2 separate regions of the Oryctolagus cuniculus genome follow, and region 1 is linked to region 2. A link is a contact called in public Micro-C data. All regions are on one chromosome and are shown on one strand. Each heading gives the region's core, a stretch centred on a gene start, on an enhancer-like site or on the middle of the called end of the contact. The rest is flanking DNA. Distances are from core to core; before and after follow the strand shown. Region 1 holds the start of ZFP36L2 (ZFP36 ring finger protein like 2). Region 2 overlaps THADA (THADA armadillo repeat containing).

The links. Hi-C and Micro-C count contacts between places; a contact is called where the count stands out from the background.
Region 1: a contact with region 2 is called in a Micro-C map of ear pinna, with 7 times the contacts expected there. The contact joins the promoter of ZFP36L2 here to the enhancer-like site in region 2. A contact is called at or near these places in 4 of 6 Hi-C or Micro-C datasets (ear pinna, psoas muscle, skin fibroblasts and 1 more).

The regions. Positions count from the first base shown.
Region 1 is chr2:159,502,864-159,506,055 of mOryCun1.1, forward strand. It overlaps ZFP36L2 (ZFP36 ring finger protein like 2), which reads left to right and starts at 1,767. Exons shown (of 2, transcript XM_008254731.4): 1 at 1,767-2,102; 2 at 2,621-3,192. The coding sequence starts at 2,052.
Region 2 is chr2:159,183,125-159,186,522 of mOryCun1.1, forward strand. THADA (THADA armadillo repeat containing) reads left to right here. Exons shown (of 38, transcript XM_051842959.2): 21 at 1,673-1,830. Among named protein-coding and RNA genes, the nearest start is that of THADA, 58 kb to the left of the region's middle. Within about 2 kb of position 1,272, at least 1 of the 8 cell types and tissues checked has an H3K27ac peak or open chromatin away from gene starts, as enhancers often do. A contact at or near this core is called in ear pinna, where this site is marked.

The sequences.
Region 1 (3,192 bases), core at 517-3,016, 320 kb after region 2:
CTGGCTCCAAACTCTAGGGGCCAGGACTTGGGTGCTCGCCCCGCTCCCCAGCTCCGCCACACTCACTATTCTGAGGACCCCCACCCACAGGGCCTGGCTTCCTCTTTATGCTTTGTCACTTTCATGCATAAGATGGCTTGTACTTGTTTTATCTTTTAGACACCTTCGCAGATACCTCATTTGCACCTTGACAAAAGGTGAGAGGTGAGAAAAGCATGCATTTTATCTTGAGTTTTACAAGCAAGGAAACCCAAGCACCAACTCGCCATGTGATTCGCTCAAGACCACATGCCGGGGGGTGGGGGGGCTAAACTCCAGCCCTACCCTGGACTCTAGCTCCCTGGGCAGGGAGGGGAGCAGAGCATGGGGAAGGCACACAGGGCCCTGAGCGACCCGCCTAGCTCGTTTTGTTCCAGGTTAACTGACACAATGATCACCAAAAGGAACGAACTTAGTGCGGACACAGCAAGTGGGGAGATCCACTCGGGGAGGGGTGGGGGCCAGGTAAACTTCCTTCCCTGAGCGCCCTGGACCTTCCAGCTAAGCGCGGCTGGGGTGCAGGCTGCCAGGTGGACGACAGCGCGGGCCTGGCCCCAGCTTTTTGGCAGCCAGTGCAGACTGAGCGAGAAGGTGCTTTCAGTGGCTTTCGCCTCTCGGCGCTGCGGGCGGGTGTCTGCCCCGTACCCAAACAGGGACGGCGCACCCTTCGGCAAACCGCATTTCTCAGTGCAAACTGTTGGGGCGTGGAGCTGAAGAGCGAAGGGGGTGCCCCACCGGGGCCGCAGGTCTGGCTCGGCCGGGGATGGGAAGTGGCCTGGAGCGCGCGACAGGCCCAGACTGCGCTGGGCGCGGACCCTCGGCGGCCGCGGCACCCCCAACGCCCCGGGAGGCCGGCGGGAAGCTACCTCCGCGCCTGCACGGCTCACCCAGCTTCTCCCCGCGTCCTCCGAGTCCGCTCCCCCGCCCGGGACGCCCCGCGCCACTCCACGCCTTTGGCCCCGGCTCAAGGTCTTGTGATGTGATTAGCAAAGCCAGCGCCTTGTCCTCAGACACTCAGCCCTGCCCGGCAGGCCCCGGCGCTCCAGCCCTGTTTACTGAGCCTGGGCGGGGAGAGGGGCGGAGAAACCAGCTCGGGAGCCTCCGGGCAAGACGGCGGCCGGCCGCCCGCGTGGCCGCTGCCGCCCCCACCCCCAACGCGTCGCTCCACGTGCAGCCCGGCCGGAGCCCCCGCCCTCCGTCCTGAGCACCCTTTGCAAACCAGACGGGCCTCGCGGACGGTTGGCAAGATTCGCGCATTTTGCAATTCCCGCGCCCAACACAAAACCCAGAGTAGCAGATAATAACTTGGCAAATCCGCCTCGCAGGAGCGGGCGGGGACAGACCCGTCCAGGACTGCAGAGCCCTGATCACGTTACACGTGCTGGGGCTTTCCACCACGGCAGCCCCAGCAGAGGGCGAGAGCCGCGTCCGCCGGCCGCCACCCACCCAGCAGCACCCAGCCCGGCCGAGCTCTCCGTGCCGCCCCGGGCGCCCCGGCGGCCGGCCCCGCCCCGAAGTCTCCCCGCTCCCTCCCCCCTCCGGAGGAAAAAAATTGGCGGCGGCCAATGGGAAGCCGGGAAGGCGCCTGACGTCCGCGAGCCGGCGGGCGGCGTTGCCTGGAGACCCCGGCGGGGTCAGCGCGGTGTCCCCGCCCCCCGCGCGCCCGCCCCGCCGCGGCCGGGCGCGCGGGCTCTATATAGGGCGCGCGCTCGCGGGCCGCCGAGTTCCAGCAGTCCGCGAGCTGCCGTCGGCTCCGCGCGGGGGGCGGGCCGGCACCCCGGGGCGCGGAGGAGCGCGCTCTGCTTCCCTCTCCTCTTCCCCCCCGCCCCGCTCCGCACTCCAGGGCAGCCCCTGCCCGGTCCGCGCCGCTTCTCCGCTCGCCCCGCGGCAAACTTTCGGCCCCTGCCCGCCCCTCGCCCGTTATTCGTCGTGGCTCGAGGCCGGCCGCGCCGCCCCGAGGGCTCCTCCCGACCTCCCCGCCTGCGGCTCCGACCATTACGGGACCCAGAAACATGTCGACCACACTTCTGTCCGCCTTCTACGACATCGACTTCTTGTGCAAGGTACGCGGGGCAGCAGGGAGGGAGAGGCGGGCGCGCGGGCCAGCGGAGGCCCCGGGCCGTCTCGGACGTGGCGCGTCTGCCGCCCCCGCGTCGGGGCGACCCCTCCGCGCCGTGACTTTCCCGGCGGGGAAGAGTCCCGCCGCTTGCAGCCGGGTGTGCTCGAGCCTTGTGGGCGGGGAGGAGCCGGCGGCGGCCACGCTGCCCGGGGCTTCCCGGACGGTGTTTGCGCCGCCCACCCGGCGGCCCGCGGGCTGCAGATCACATGTCGGAGCCCAGCGCGGCCAGGCTGGGCGGCCTCCGCCCTCGCCGGCCTTGCTCGCAAACTTGCTGCTCTTTTGCGCGTGTGTACGGGTGGAGGAGGGCGGAGGCCGAGGCGAAGCCTGCAAAAAAAAAAAAAAAAAAAAAATGGGGCGAAAAGGAGCTGGGAAAGAAGAAGCCAGAGGTTGGGGCTGACTGTGCAGCTAGCCTCCCCGTCCGTCTTTTCATCCCTTCCCCGCTCGCTCTCCCCTCCCCGGCAGACGGAGAAATCCCTGGCCAACCTCAATCTGAACAACATGCTGGACAAGAAGGCGGTGGGGACGCCCGTGGCCGCCGCCCCCACCTCGGGCTTCGCGCCGGGCTTCCTCCGACGGCACTCGGCCAGCAACCTGCACGCCCTGGCGCACCCCGCGCCGAGTCCCGGCAGCTGCTCGCCCAAGTTCCCGGGCGCCGCTAACGGCGGCAGCGCGGCGGCCGGTGGCCCGGCCTCCTATGGCACCCTCAAGGAGCCGTCGGGGGGCGGCGGCGGCGGCACGGCCCTGCTCAACAAGGAGAACAAATTCCGGGACCGCTCGTTCAGCGAGAACGGCGAGCGCAGCCAGCACCTCCTGCACCTGCAGCAGCAGCAGCAGCAGCAGCAACAACAGAAGGGAGCCGGCGGCTCCCAGATCAACTCGACCCGCTACAAGACCGAGCTGTGCCGGCCCTTCGAGGAGAGCGGCACGTGCAAGTACGGCGAGAAGTGCCAGTTCGCGCACGGCTTCCACGAGCTGCGCAGCCTGACGCGGCACCCCAAGTACAAGACGGAGCTGTGCCGCACCTTCCACACCAT
Region 2 (3,398 bases), core at 22-2,521:
TTTTAATTATACAAAGTAGCATAGATATATGCTTAATGTAATAGCTTCAAAAAACACAGAGATAAATATACAGTTCTTTTTCATTTCCTCCCCAATCCCATTTCTTTTCTCTCTTTTTTGAGATTGATTTATTTATTTGAAAGAGTTAGAGAGAGAGATACAGGATTACACTATAAATGTCATTTGTTAACTTGCCTTTTTAACTTAGTTTGAAAAAATTTAGCAGTTTGTCTTTTTTTTTTTTTTTAACAGTCAGATTTAGACAGTGTGAGAGAGAGAGACAGAGAAAGAGGTCTTCCATCTGCTGGTTCACTCCCCAGGTGGCCAGAACGGCTAGAGCTGAGCAGATCTGAAGCCAGGAGCTAGGAGCTTCCTCAGGGTCTCCCATGCGGGTGCAGGGTCCCAGGCACTTGGGCCATCTTCCACTGCTTTCCCAGGCCATGGCAGAGAGCTGGATCAGAAGAGGAGCAGCTGGGACCAGAACTGGTGCCCATATGGGATGCCGGCGCTTCAGGCCAAGGCTTTAACCACAGTGCCGCTCCCTCTCCCCCTTTTTAAACATGAATACTAAAATACTCTTAATACTAGAATAAGAGAGTACATAGGGGTAATTATAGTTTATTGACAAGGGGTTTTAATTTTGTTTTGAAAGAAAATTATTGTTTTCTTTGATCTTAAAATTTCTATCCTGAGAGTGGTTGTTTAGTTCATAGTTAAGGCACCTACCTCTCACACTTGGGGAACCTGAGTTTGACAAGCAGCTCTAGTTTTTGACTCCAGCATTCTGCTGATGAAACCATGGGAGCAGAGATGATGGCTCAAGTAAATGGATTCCTGCTTCCCATGTGGGAAACCTGGATTAAGTTCCTGGCCTGTGGATTCAACCCTTGCTATTGCAGACATTTGGAGAATGATCTAGCACACGGGTACTCTCTCCCTCTTTGCCTTTCAATTAAATGAATAAAACCAAAAACGAAGTGTTAAGAAAGGAGTCATTAAAAAAAAGTTCTGCACCTTTACTGCTATAGTAGTTATCCTCAGCAAAATAAATTAGAAAAATTTTTATTATAGTCATCCATGTAATACTTTGTGAGTGATAGAAAGGCAAAGAGAGTTTATTTTATTAATTTCCAAAAATTACAGAGAGGCAGAGGCAGATAGCAGGGTCTTCCATTTGCTGGCTTACTCCCCAGATGGTGGCAATGGCTGGAGCCACCCTGATCTGAAGCCAGGAGCTTCCTCTGGGTCTTCCACACAGGTGTGGGAGCCCAAGGACTTGGGCCACCTTCCACTGCCTTCGCAAGCCACAGCAGAGAGCCGGATTGGAAGTGGAGCAGCCAGGACTCAAACAGGCGCCCATATGGGATGCTGGCACTGCAGACTACACCACAGTGCCAACCCCTAGATAAAGGTTTTAAAACAATATTGTATTTTATTTTTAAATTTATTTTTAAATAATTAAAAAGATAGTGTGATTCCTCCTCTTAGCCTGTACTCATCAATTGTTGCCTTATTTCTCCTGAATAAATTTAACATGTGACAATCTGTTTGTTCAAGCAGGTTATTCTTGGGGAAATTATGAATAAGCTTGTTCTAAGAAAACTGGGGTGAGTAATCAAGAGTGTCTAGTGTTGCAATAGGTTATTATTATTATTATTATTATTATTTTAAGGTAAAGAAGTAAAAACATGTGATGTAACTGCTCAGATGGTCCTGGTATGTTGTTGGAGAAGTATGAAGGAAGTTGCTTTACTTTTAGGCACTCTGTGCCAATTTCTGCCCATACAGTCTGCGCCAGAATCTTCTGATGGATTATTAACAGTGGAGCAGGTAAGGTAGATGTTTGCTCAGCTACACAAAATTTCTGGTCAAAGCATGAATCATAACCTTTTATTTATAATGCATCTTTATAAATAAAGAGTTTGAATTTTTCTTGAATAGAATCTTGCAGAGATCTTAGATTTCTAGATTATAGATGTTACAGATACCAGTTGAAGAAAGTTCATGATAATTTATTATACTAGACTTTGTAATACATTTTAAAACTATGGTATTTTAAGAAACATTTTTATTTAAGTAACTGTAGATTTTACCTTAAACTGCAGTACTATCATTTAAATTTTTATTTCTCCATTTAACATATATTTTAACTTAAATTTTAGCTGAAATTTTCTATGTAGTAAAACTCCACAAATCACTTACATTTTGCAAAGGAGTAACAAGTAACATACTGGTTGATTATGGATCTCATGTTTCCCACTATATTGATGATAAAGTTGTAGTCACTTTGGTGTTTTTGGCTGACTTTTATTTTAAGACCACAAAGTTGGTTCACCATCTGGGACTGTTCAACTGACTTGAGTGCAGTGTTTACAAGAAATTAGCTTACCACAAGCATTTCATTTGGAAATATTTTAGATTTATTAGATTTCTGTTTTTAATTGATTCCCTCTTCCTTTCCATATGGTTTCAACAAATCCATTTCCCACAGTTTTCCAGCAAAAGATATGTAACATGTACTTTCGTTTTTAACCTTTTTCAAATAAAGATAATTTTTTCCCTAGGGTGTTAGAACATTCAAGAACAAAACAAATATTGTAGTATGCTAATACTGATTACTTCTATAATAACCACATGACTGGTTGCATGGAAATAATGCTAATATTTTTATTCTCACACTCTGTGGCTCATGTGCTTCCATCTGGTTAGCAGCTGGGCTTGTGATGTTGCAAGAGCCTGAGATGGAGAAAGGCACAGGCAGCAGTGCACTGTGGGCATCATTGTGTTCTTTTCCAAATCTGATAGGCATTAGTGGCCAGAGCGTTGCTCAGAGTCATTGCTGGTGACTGGCCGGAGTGCTGGTGCCAGCATCTTTGCCAAGGAGTCCAGCCGTGATCAGTGATTGCTTACTGATGGTCGCCATCTTGCTACGAAGTAAACATGTGCTCGTGCCCCTGGACTTCTCACCTTCTCTCCCCAAGGACAAATTAAAATCTCTTGATTTTTGGGTTTGCTGGGTAGTGTTTAAAAACAAATTAAGGGAAACATGTTTTACTTTTACTGTAACCGAGAAAGACTTGAGAGCTTTATCTGAAAATCATTTTGCTTTGACATCTTTTACGTAGTCCCCAAATCTTATGAATTTATGTGGAGTAGCTGTGTTAAAATTAGAAATCAGTGTCAGATCAAAGGTGCATTTGTAAAAATACAAAAAACTAAACAGTAACAAAAAACTTATAAACCATAGGATGCTTCTGGTGACTGCTTGAGTATGAAGTAGAGTCTTGATCGTTTTTCTTTAAAACATCTTTCCCACTGTGATGGAATTGTCAGTGTTCTACGGCACCGTTGTATGGCAGCTTCACATACGTAGGTGAATAAAGAAATGAATGACTGAA